2 separate regions of the Zea mays genome follow, and region 1 is linked to region 2. Evidence: chromatin contacts called from public Hi-C data. All regions are on one chromosome and are shown on one strand. The core of a region is the stretch at or near the end of the contact, and the rest is flanking DNA. Distances in the headings are between cores, read along the strand shown. Region 1 holds the start of LOC103641919 (protein REDUCED WALL ACETYLATION 3-like). Region 2 holds the start of LOC103641911 (B3 domain-containing protein Os02g0683500).

Region 1 (4,328 bases), core at 1,674-4,173, 170 kb after region 2:
CCCCCCTCTAGGTGCTCTCAGTTTGTGAAGCCATACACAACCGACGGATGTATGACTACTTCAATGACTTATGTGTCTACACTTCGCTCTACTTCATCGAAGGTACCGTATGGTGAAGGATCTCTTTCTTCAAACCTTATAGAGGTTTGGTGAGCATTCCCCCTATTTGACGCTTATAGTCGATGCACTTAACCGCAACGATTTCTACCCCCACCAAGACGCACATCTGCTCTCTACATGTTTGCCTATGGTAGCGTTGCTGACTCCATTGATTAATATATCAAAATAGGGAAAAGCTTGAGAGTGCCCTGAATATTTCCTTAGGTGTATCATTCCATGTTCAACTAATCATCGTTGTCCATTAATGTACTCAAGGGAGAAACACCAAATATGAACTTCATGGTGAATGGACATAAGTACAGGCAAGGGTACTATCTTGTCGATGTCATCTACCCATAGTGCCCAGTGTTGTGAATATCATTCTCCTCACATAGACTCCAAAGTTGTGGATGTTTGCTTCATGTGAGCAGAGAGAGAGAGCATTTGAGGTCCTTAAGGCTCGCTTCCATACCCTCACTATCCCAGGTCATTATGTTTGCCACCAAATACTTGGTGTTGTCATATGCGCATGTATCATTCTGCACAACATGATCATTGAGGATGAGTATGGAGGAGCATACGATATGGACGACTATAAGATAGATGAGTCCTTTGTTATATCATCAATCATCACTCGTGAAGCACCTATGATCTTTGCAGCCATCCTTATCCATACTAGTATGGTCCATGATCGGCTCCAACATAGTTTAATTAAACATATTTAAACATATATCAATTGATTTTATGTATGAATTATATAGTTTTTTTGTTTCGTAATTTTATTTATGTTTTATGAATTACATAACTTTTATTTGTTTAATTATATAGTCTGATTTATTTTTTATTTCAATAAAACGATGTGTTTTATCTTAATTGAAGGCATGTAAAAATAGAAGTGGATGTGGCGCTGAACTGTAGACTAAGGTGGTGTTCGGTTCACCAAAGGTGACAGAACGGTAATGCAATGAGACCCCAACATGATTTGTTGCAATGCAATGGTTACCTGGTTTTGTTTGGTTGTTTTGGGCAACGCCATCTCATCCATTGTAGCAGCCAATTTTTGAAGAGGGACGCACGTTGTAAGATAGCGCCCGTTGAGGAGCGATAACCAAGTTTCATGGGGTTCGTATTAGTTCGTGGTGCGATGGGTTGCAACTCTGTCCAACCAAACGCCAGCCAAGAGAATCTAATGTGAACCAACTACACGGATCAAAAGATCCGAACCAAACAACACCTAAGAGTAAAGTCGGTAACTGAAACACTATGAATATCTCTACTACTTCTTAAAAGAGGACCGTAGGCATTCACACACAGGTGGTGCACGTTCTGCCTCCCACCTCGACATCCTCGCCCACAACACGCCGCTAATCTCGAAGTCGCGCCACGGCCGATCCACGCCTGTCTGCCGCCGCCCACGATTGTAGCCCACCCCGACACCGCGCCCCCTCTCCCCTGACGTGATGCCCGCCTCCGATCCCTTCTCCACGCAAAAGTAGGTCGCGGCCGGCCACCCCGCCCGTCGCTGTCTGACCCCGCACCAGCGACTCGCCGAGCGCATGCACAAGAAGAGGGGCTCCATCCATGAGGCAGCCATGCCGATGCTCATCAACAGGTATCTCTGGTGCGGAGCGGGGCTGGATGATTTGTTGGAGAGCGTGCAGCTTTCGTGTTACAGCTGCTTGCAGTTCCTAGAATTTAGCTCCCAAGGACGACATCGCGCAGTACCTCGCCGCTTTGGACGTCGCCATCGACCACCTCGCGCGCGGCGGCCTTGGTGGCGCGCGGGCCGGCGTCGCCGTCCAGCTCGCCATGGTGCGCCTCGAGGAGGAGCTGCGCCACCTCATGGTCCGCCACGCCGTCCCCATTGACCCCACGGGCCTCTTCTTCTTGCTCCGCCGCCTCTCGCTCGAGTCCATGGACGACCTCAACGCCTGCCCCAACTTCGACGCCGCCACGCCGCATAGCCTCGACGCCACCCCCGCCGGTCCGGAGACCGCGCGCGGCGCCTCCCTCGGATCTAATCCCTTTGAGGACCAGGTGTTCGATCCTGTGCGCCCCGGGGCCGTCGAAGACCTGCGCGCCATCGCCCACCGGATGGCGCACGCGGGATCCGCCGCAACCTGCTCGACGAGTACCTCTCCGTGCTTAGCGTCGAGCGCCTCAGCATCGACGATGTGCAACGCATCGAGTGGAAGCTGCTCAACGACAAGATGAAGAAGTGGGTGCACGGGGTCAAGACGGTCGTGCGCGTGCTGCTGGCTGGTGAGTGTCGCCTCTATGACCAGGTGCTCGATGCGTCTGATGAACTTATGGATGCGTGTTTCCTTGAGTCCACCAAAGGATGCATTATGCAGATTATTAGCTTTGGGGGTGTCGTGGCGGTGTGCCCCCGCTCGCCAGAGAAGGTCCCTCGGATCCTTGACATGTATGAGGCACTTGCAGAGGTGATCCCTGAAATGAAGGACTGGTGCATAGGATGTTCTGGGGATGGCGTGATCAGTGACGTGCAAGCCATTCTTGATAGGCTTGGGGATGTCGTGTGGGGTAACATGTTTGAGTTTGGGAAGATGTTTCAGCAGGAGACCTCAAGGAGGGCGATGACAGCTGGAGAGATCCACCCAATGACACGTTATGTAACTATTTGAGGTTGCTAGTTGTTTACAGTGAGACACTTGATGCACTATTGGCTGAATACAGCAGTGGTCATGATACTTTCAGAAGTTCTGATGATCAAGATCAGGAACACTTGGAGAGAATGGCCCCTTTTGGAAGGCGTCTTCTGAAGCTGATATCTTACCTGGAGGCCAATTTGCAAGAGTGTACCATTATTTTGCTGCTTCTGAGATATACAATGCAATCCGTGTGTTCATTGCTTGCTATGTCTGGATGACTGGATTTGGGAATTTCTCATATTACTATATCAAGAAAGATTTTAGTATTGCAAGATTTGCTCAGGTGCCTATGCTACCTCATCAGTCTTATTTTGTGCTATGTCCTAATGAGTTTAGTCTCCTGTATTTCTTGTTACCGCCTTTTAAGCACTAGACCAATAACTATACTTTCCATGCAGATGATGTGGAGGTTAAATTTCTTTGTGGCATTCTGTTGCATTGTCCTTGACAATGATCTCATGCTCTATTATATATGCCCAATGCACACACTATTTACTCTTATGGTATATGGATCACTTGGTCTGTTTAACAAATACAATGAGGTACCATCAATCATGGCTATTAAGATTGCTTGCTGCTTCTTGTCTGTAATTTTGATATGGGAAATCCCTGGGGTATTTGAATTATTGTGGGCCCCTTTTACGTTTCTGCTAGGTAAGTTATTGATGTAGTTTTGTATGACATTCTCCCTACCAGTCATGCTCAGGAGTTCAGAACCAACCTTAATTATTTTCTATTCAGGCTATAAAGATCCATCACCATCCAAGGCACACTTACCCGTGCTACATGAGTGGCATTTCTGATCTGGCCTCGATCGATACATATGGATTATTGGAATGATTTATGCTTACTTCCATCCTAATGTAAGTATTTCAGATATGGACCTATATTACCCTGATCACCCTCTGAGATTGTATCTGCGAGATGTTATTGGATACGTCTCGATATATTTTCCCTAATCTCTATATATATTAAGCATCGTTTCTTTTGTTCAGATCATGCTAACCTTAACATGGAGCTTTTGACGTACAAAGAAGTTCACTTCTTAGTCCTTGTATTTGTGATATACACATTGTAGTATAATTTGATTTGTTCCAGTTTAATTATGTATTGTTTGGTGGTAAAAAATTAGTGATATATTGAGGTCGATGACAATATGTATTGTTCATTTTCATATAATTGTTGTTCACTAACATTTTATTAATAATTTGTGAGTCATCGCAATGCACAGACACCTAACTATCATATTTAGAAATCTGCATTATATTGATGGTCGTAATGTAGTGGTGAAACAAATAGATTAAAATAATAAAATTTATGTATGACCAAGATCACCAATGGATTATAATTTTTTTTCTTATAACAATATAACACATTTATATATAAGTTATTGTAATATTATATGTTCCCGTTGTAAGACACGGGCATTCACCTAGTATGAGGCTATCCGCACTCATGGAACCCTAAATTTCTACTCTAAAAGGAATATTCTATCCTCGTCAGCGAGATTCTGTACTCTATCTCACAATATTTCGCAGTCATATTCACCTTAAATCT
Region 2 (3,867 bases), core at 442-2,941:
GTCGCCTGCTGGGTCGATCTCGCTCACAGATCGAGATCCACTGACGAATGTGCTTCCCTCTTGGAGGACGACGGTGACGACGGCGACGAGGCTGCAGATGACTCAGCGCCAGCTGCTGCACCGGCGGCGCCGCGCTGAGGCGTCGACTCGAAGAACCTCAATGGCCCCGGCCTCTGCCATCCCGGCATCCTCAGCGACAATGCGTTGGTGTCATGGCTTGACTCGGCACTGCTGCCTGGCTGCGGGTTGTCGAGGTTGACCCCGAACAGGCGGACTCGCTTCGCGGCTGCCGTCGGGCTGTTGACGAGCGGCACCGAGTCGAGAAGCATGGGCAGGCCGGCCGTGGCCTCGGGGCTGGGTTGCACCATCATAATGCTGTGCAGAGATGGCGGCGGCGGCTGCTGCTGCTGCGGGATGGACGCGCGCGGGGGCATGCCGGCTGAGCCGAAGAAGAGGAGCTGCCTGGCCGGCGCGGCCGCGGCGCTGACGTTGCGGAAGTCGAGGGCCTGGCGGAAGCGGTGGTGCTCGTAGAGTGTGGCGGGCGGCACGAAGAAACCGCCCGCGCCGCCGCCCCAGGGGCCATAGCCGTAGGGCGACGCGAGTGGCGGCATGTGGAGCGGGAGGCGTGGCAGCATGCGGTGCGGGTGGCGGGAGGAGTCGGCGCTGCGCTTCCTCCAGTCGATGAAGAGGCGGTCCCGCGCAGCGTCGGCGGCGCCACGGCAGAAGGAGACGGTGTCCCCGGCGTCGAGGCGCTTCTCCTTGACGAATCGGCTCCAGCCCTTGGTCATGACGTAGCTCTGGCTGCTGTTCCAGTAGGAGTAGCGGAAGCGCCAGAGCTTGCCGGCGCGGTCCTCGAAGCTGAGCAGGAGGCCCTTCTCGTTGGCCGCCGCGTCCAGCGGGAAGTACTTCTCCGCGTGCTGCTTCGGGATCACCAGCCGGTTGAGCTTCCCCACGTCGCTGGGCGTCACCACCTTGTCGAACATGTGCTCCTTCTCGACCACCTCCATGTCGTCGTCGCCCCCGCCCCCACCGCCGCTCGAGCGGAGGGCAGCAGCCGAACTCGACGCTGACGCCGAGGCTGCCGCGGAAGGCGAGGGCGAGGAGGAGGTGGCTCCGGTGCCGGCCGTAGCTGCCGCTGTCATGAAGGGGATCTCGCGCGGGGACACCTCCTCGTCCTCTTCCTCCTCCTGCTCTTCCTCCTCTTTGGAAAACCTACTCGAAGAGCTCGCGAACTCCATACCTAGCTACGCCCTGGCCTCCTCCTCCTCCTCCTCCTCTTCGTCTTGGACGACGCCTCCACTTCCGAGCGTGCGCCTGCCTGTCCCTGTTGGATGCGGTGGCTTTGATGCGACGCGGTCCCGCGCGGCGGCGACTGGCTGGCTGCTTTTGGTTGTTTGCTGGGGAGAGTGGAGAGGAGGCGGGGATCTATCCGCGCTGCTATCTGCCCCTCTGTTTCTAGCTTATCTCTCCTCTCCCTGTGTGACTGTATTTGACCCGGCTGGCTAGTACGACGGCAGTACGGCACGGCCGATCGGGAGGGGAGGGGAAGCGATTCATCTGCCTTTGGTGTTCGCATTGGCCCACCGCGCTCGGATCGAGCTCCGCCGCGCGCGCGTCGGAGGTGGAGCGCGCAGCGCGGGGCGGGGCAGGGCAAGAAGCCAGCGCCCGGAGGCTCCGCTGGGCCGGAGCTGGAAAAGGGCGGACGGGATCGATGTGATGAGTGACGGAGGGAGGAAAATCATGGTAATTGTTTGAGTGCGGTTGTTTATTCTATCTCTAGCAACTGATGAGACTGTCTCCAACGTACTTTTTATCTCACTCTTTATTTCAAATTTTACTAGTGCAATCATGTAAAAAATAATTTTACATGACCTATTCACGGCCTGATAGAGATGACCTTAGTGGTGGTTGTTAGGAAAGCTGCTAGAGGCTGTCGGATGCCGGTTTAGGGAGGAGTTCAATTCCAACTATAAATGAAAACGAACGAAAACCTCTTTCTATTTTCGTTTCTATATTTTTTTTACCAAAAATGGGAGCGAGAGCGGTATATCAATAAACGAAAACGTTTGCGGGATATGCGGTTACACAGAAACGGATTGAAAGGAACAGATATACAACGGCCGGTAACCGGAAACTTTGACCGAAATATGCTATATTGTACTATCACTTAATAAACTATAGTATCAAGAGTTTAGAACAACATAAATCACAACTACACAAGTTTAAAAATCGACACAAGCATATACATTTTTTAAAAAAGATTGACAAGTTGTGCAAAGATAACCTTTTTCTGTCAATGTTCGTCAATCACCAAACATTGTACGGTTGTACAATGTACATAGCAGTCTAACATGATAACATTAAAGATTATACAAAGCATGTCTTAATAATCCACCGGGCCATCGATCACGAGCATCATAGTTCATAAGCTTAAGTTTTAAAGGTATCATAGTTCATAGGCAAAAACAAAAAAAAACGTAGAATTATCCACCATAAGCTTGTTGCACAAGATAATCCAATGAAGTCCAAACGACAATAGAATTATGCAATAGAGCTAGTTCATACCGTTATAGTCCCTAATAAATAAGAATAGAAAATCACAGATTAAGCATGCAGGCCATCCAAGATAGAGCTAAGGTGGTACTTTGTCTTCTATCTATCCCGTTTATGTGACTAAAACGGGAAAAACCAGGAATATCCCACTAAAATCAGGATTCCAAAAATATAGATGGAGGCAACCCGGGGGAGTTGACTGCCCTAGCTAGAAAATTCCTCGAAGGTGAGACCGGGCATGCACAACCTCCCTACCACTCGCACTCGAGCAGTAGACTAGTGGTAGGAATGGTTCATTGCGTTTATGCATTTCTATTCTGAGAGTATATATATTGTACAGTTGAGTTGCAGACTACCGTATTGCATGCTCTTGCCTTTCAGTATTCTGTTTTCCGGTCTTATTACTGAACAATACTATCATTCATGAGCTAGTATACAGACAAAACTTACAGATAATACTTAGCATATGAGTATAAACCGATTCAATCCGGCCGGGCGATGAAATTGCATACAGCTGATCACAAAAACTTGCAGTAGATAGACTTTGGTACTTCGGTGCATATTGTATTACACAGTCAAAGTGACTTTACTACGTTGTCTGTCTCTGTGTGCATATACTGCATACGGAGTACGCAAGAACCGAAGCCGTGAATTGCTAGGCATGAAATGATGTGCATATTGCGCTGAAAGGGCCTGTTCAATTCTTCTTCATCAACCGCACCAGCGCGCGGAAACGCAAATTGCGCTGATGACCTTTTGAATTTGGGAGGAGGGGTGGGGGTAGGGAGGAGGCCAGCAGGGGGGTAATTCGCATCCAGTGACCACGGTAACAAACTGAGCAAATGTGAATTTGCTCTGCTGGTAGTCTTTGCAGAGAGAGAGAGAGAGAGAGAGAGAGAGAGAGAGGCCGGAGTGGGGTGAGGAGCCTAGATGAGGGATGGGCGGGAGTAGGGTGGGCCCCATGGTTGGGCTCGCTCATGTGATCTCGTCCTTCATGGTATGGGGATCAAGCATGCATGACACGCACGCCAAACGCGAGACATGCCTTGTGCAGACGCCGGTGCTTTATCGGCCAGCAGGGAAAGGCCATTTCCTTCGGCTTCGACTGCACATATATAGCTCTCAGACTGTCCACACCGGCAGACTCGAAAGGGTGCGCTACCAACATAGAGCTGCATATGCAGTAAAAGAAATGCTGCAACGATGAACTGCTTCTACTACTATATGTAACTCCATTTCCAGCGTCCATGTAACTGCTACTCGATAATCTCTCTCCGTCCTTTCCGTGTGGGATCAGCAGAAGGTTGGTGGATG

The links. Hi-C and Micro-C count contacts between places; a contact is called where the count stands out from the background.
Region 1: a contact with region 2 is called in a Hi-C map of leaf, with 4 times the contacts expected there. The contact joins the promoter of LOC103641919 here to the promoter of LOC103641911 in region 2. A contact is called at or near these places in 2 of 25 Hi-C or Micro-C datasets (ear and leaf).

Annotation. Positions count from the first base shown.
Region 1 is chr10:137,403,128-137,407,455 of Zm-B73-REFERENCE-NAM-5.0, forward strand. It overlaps LOC103641919 (protein REDUCED WALL ACETYLATION 3-like), which reads left to right and starts at 2,924. Exons shown (of 3, transcript XM_020545723.1): 1 at 2,924-3,054; 2 at 3,170-3,425; 3 at 3,513-3,589. The coding sequence starts at 2,986. The coding sequence ends at 3,574. It also overlaps the pseudogene LOC103642863.
Region 2 is chr10:137,231,633-137,235,499 of Zm-B73-REFERENCE-NAM-5.0, forward strand. LOC103641911 (B3 domain-containing protein Os02g0683500) reads right to left here and starts at 1,692. Exons shown (of 1, transcript XM_008665221.4): 1 at 1-1,692. The coding sequence starts at 1,238. The coding sequence ends at 24.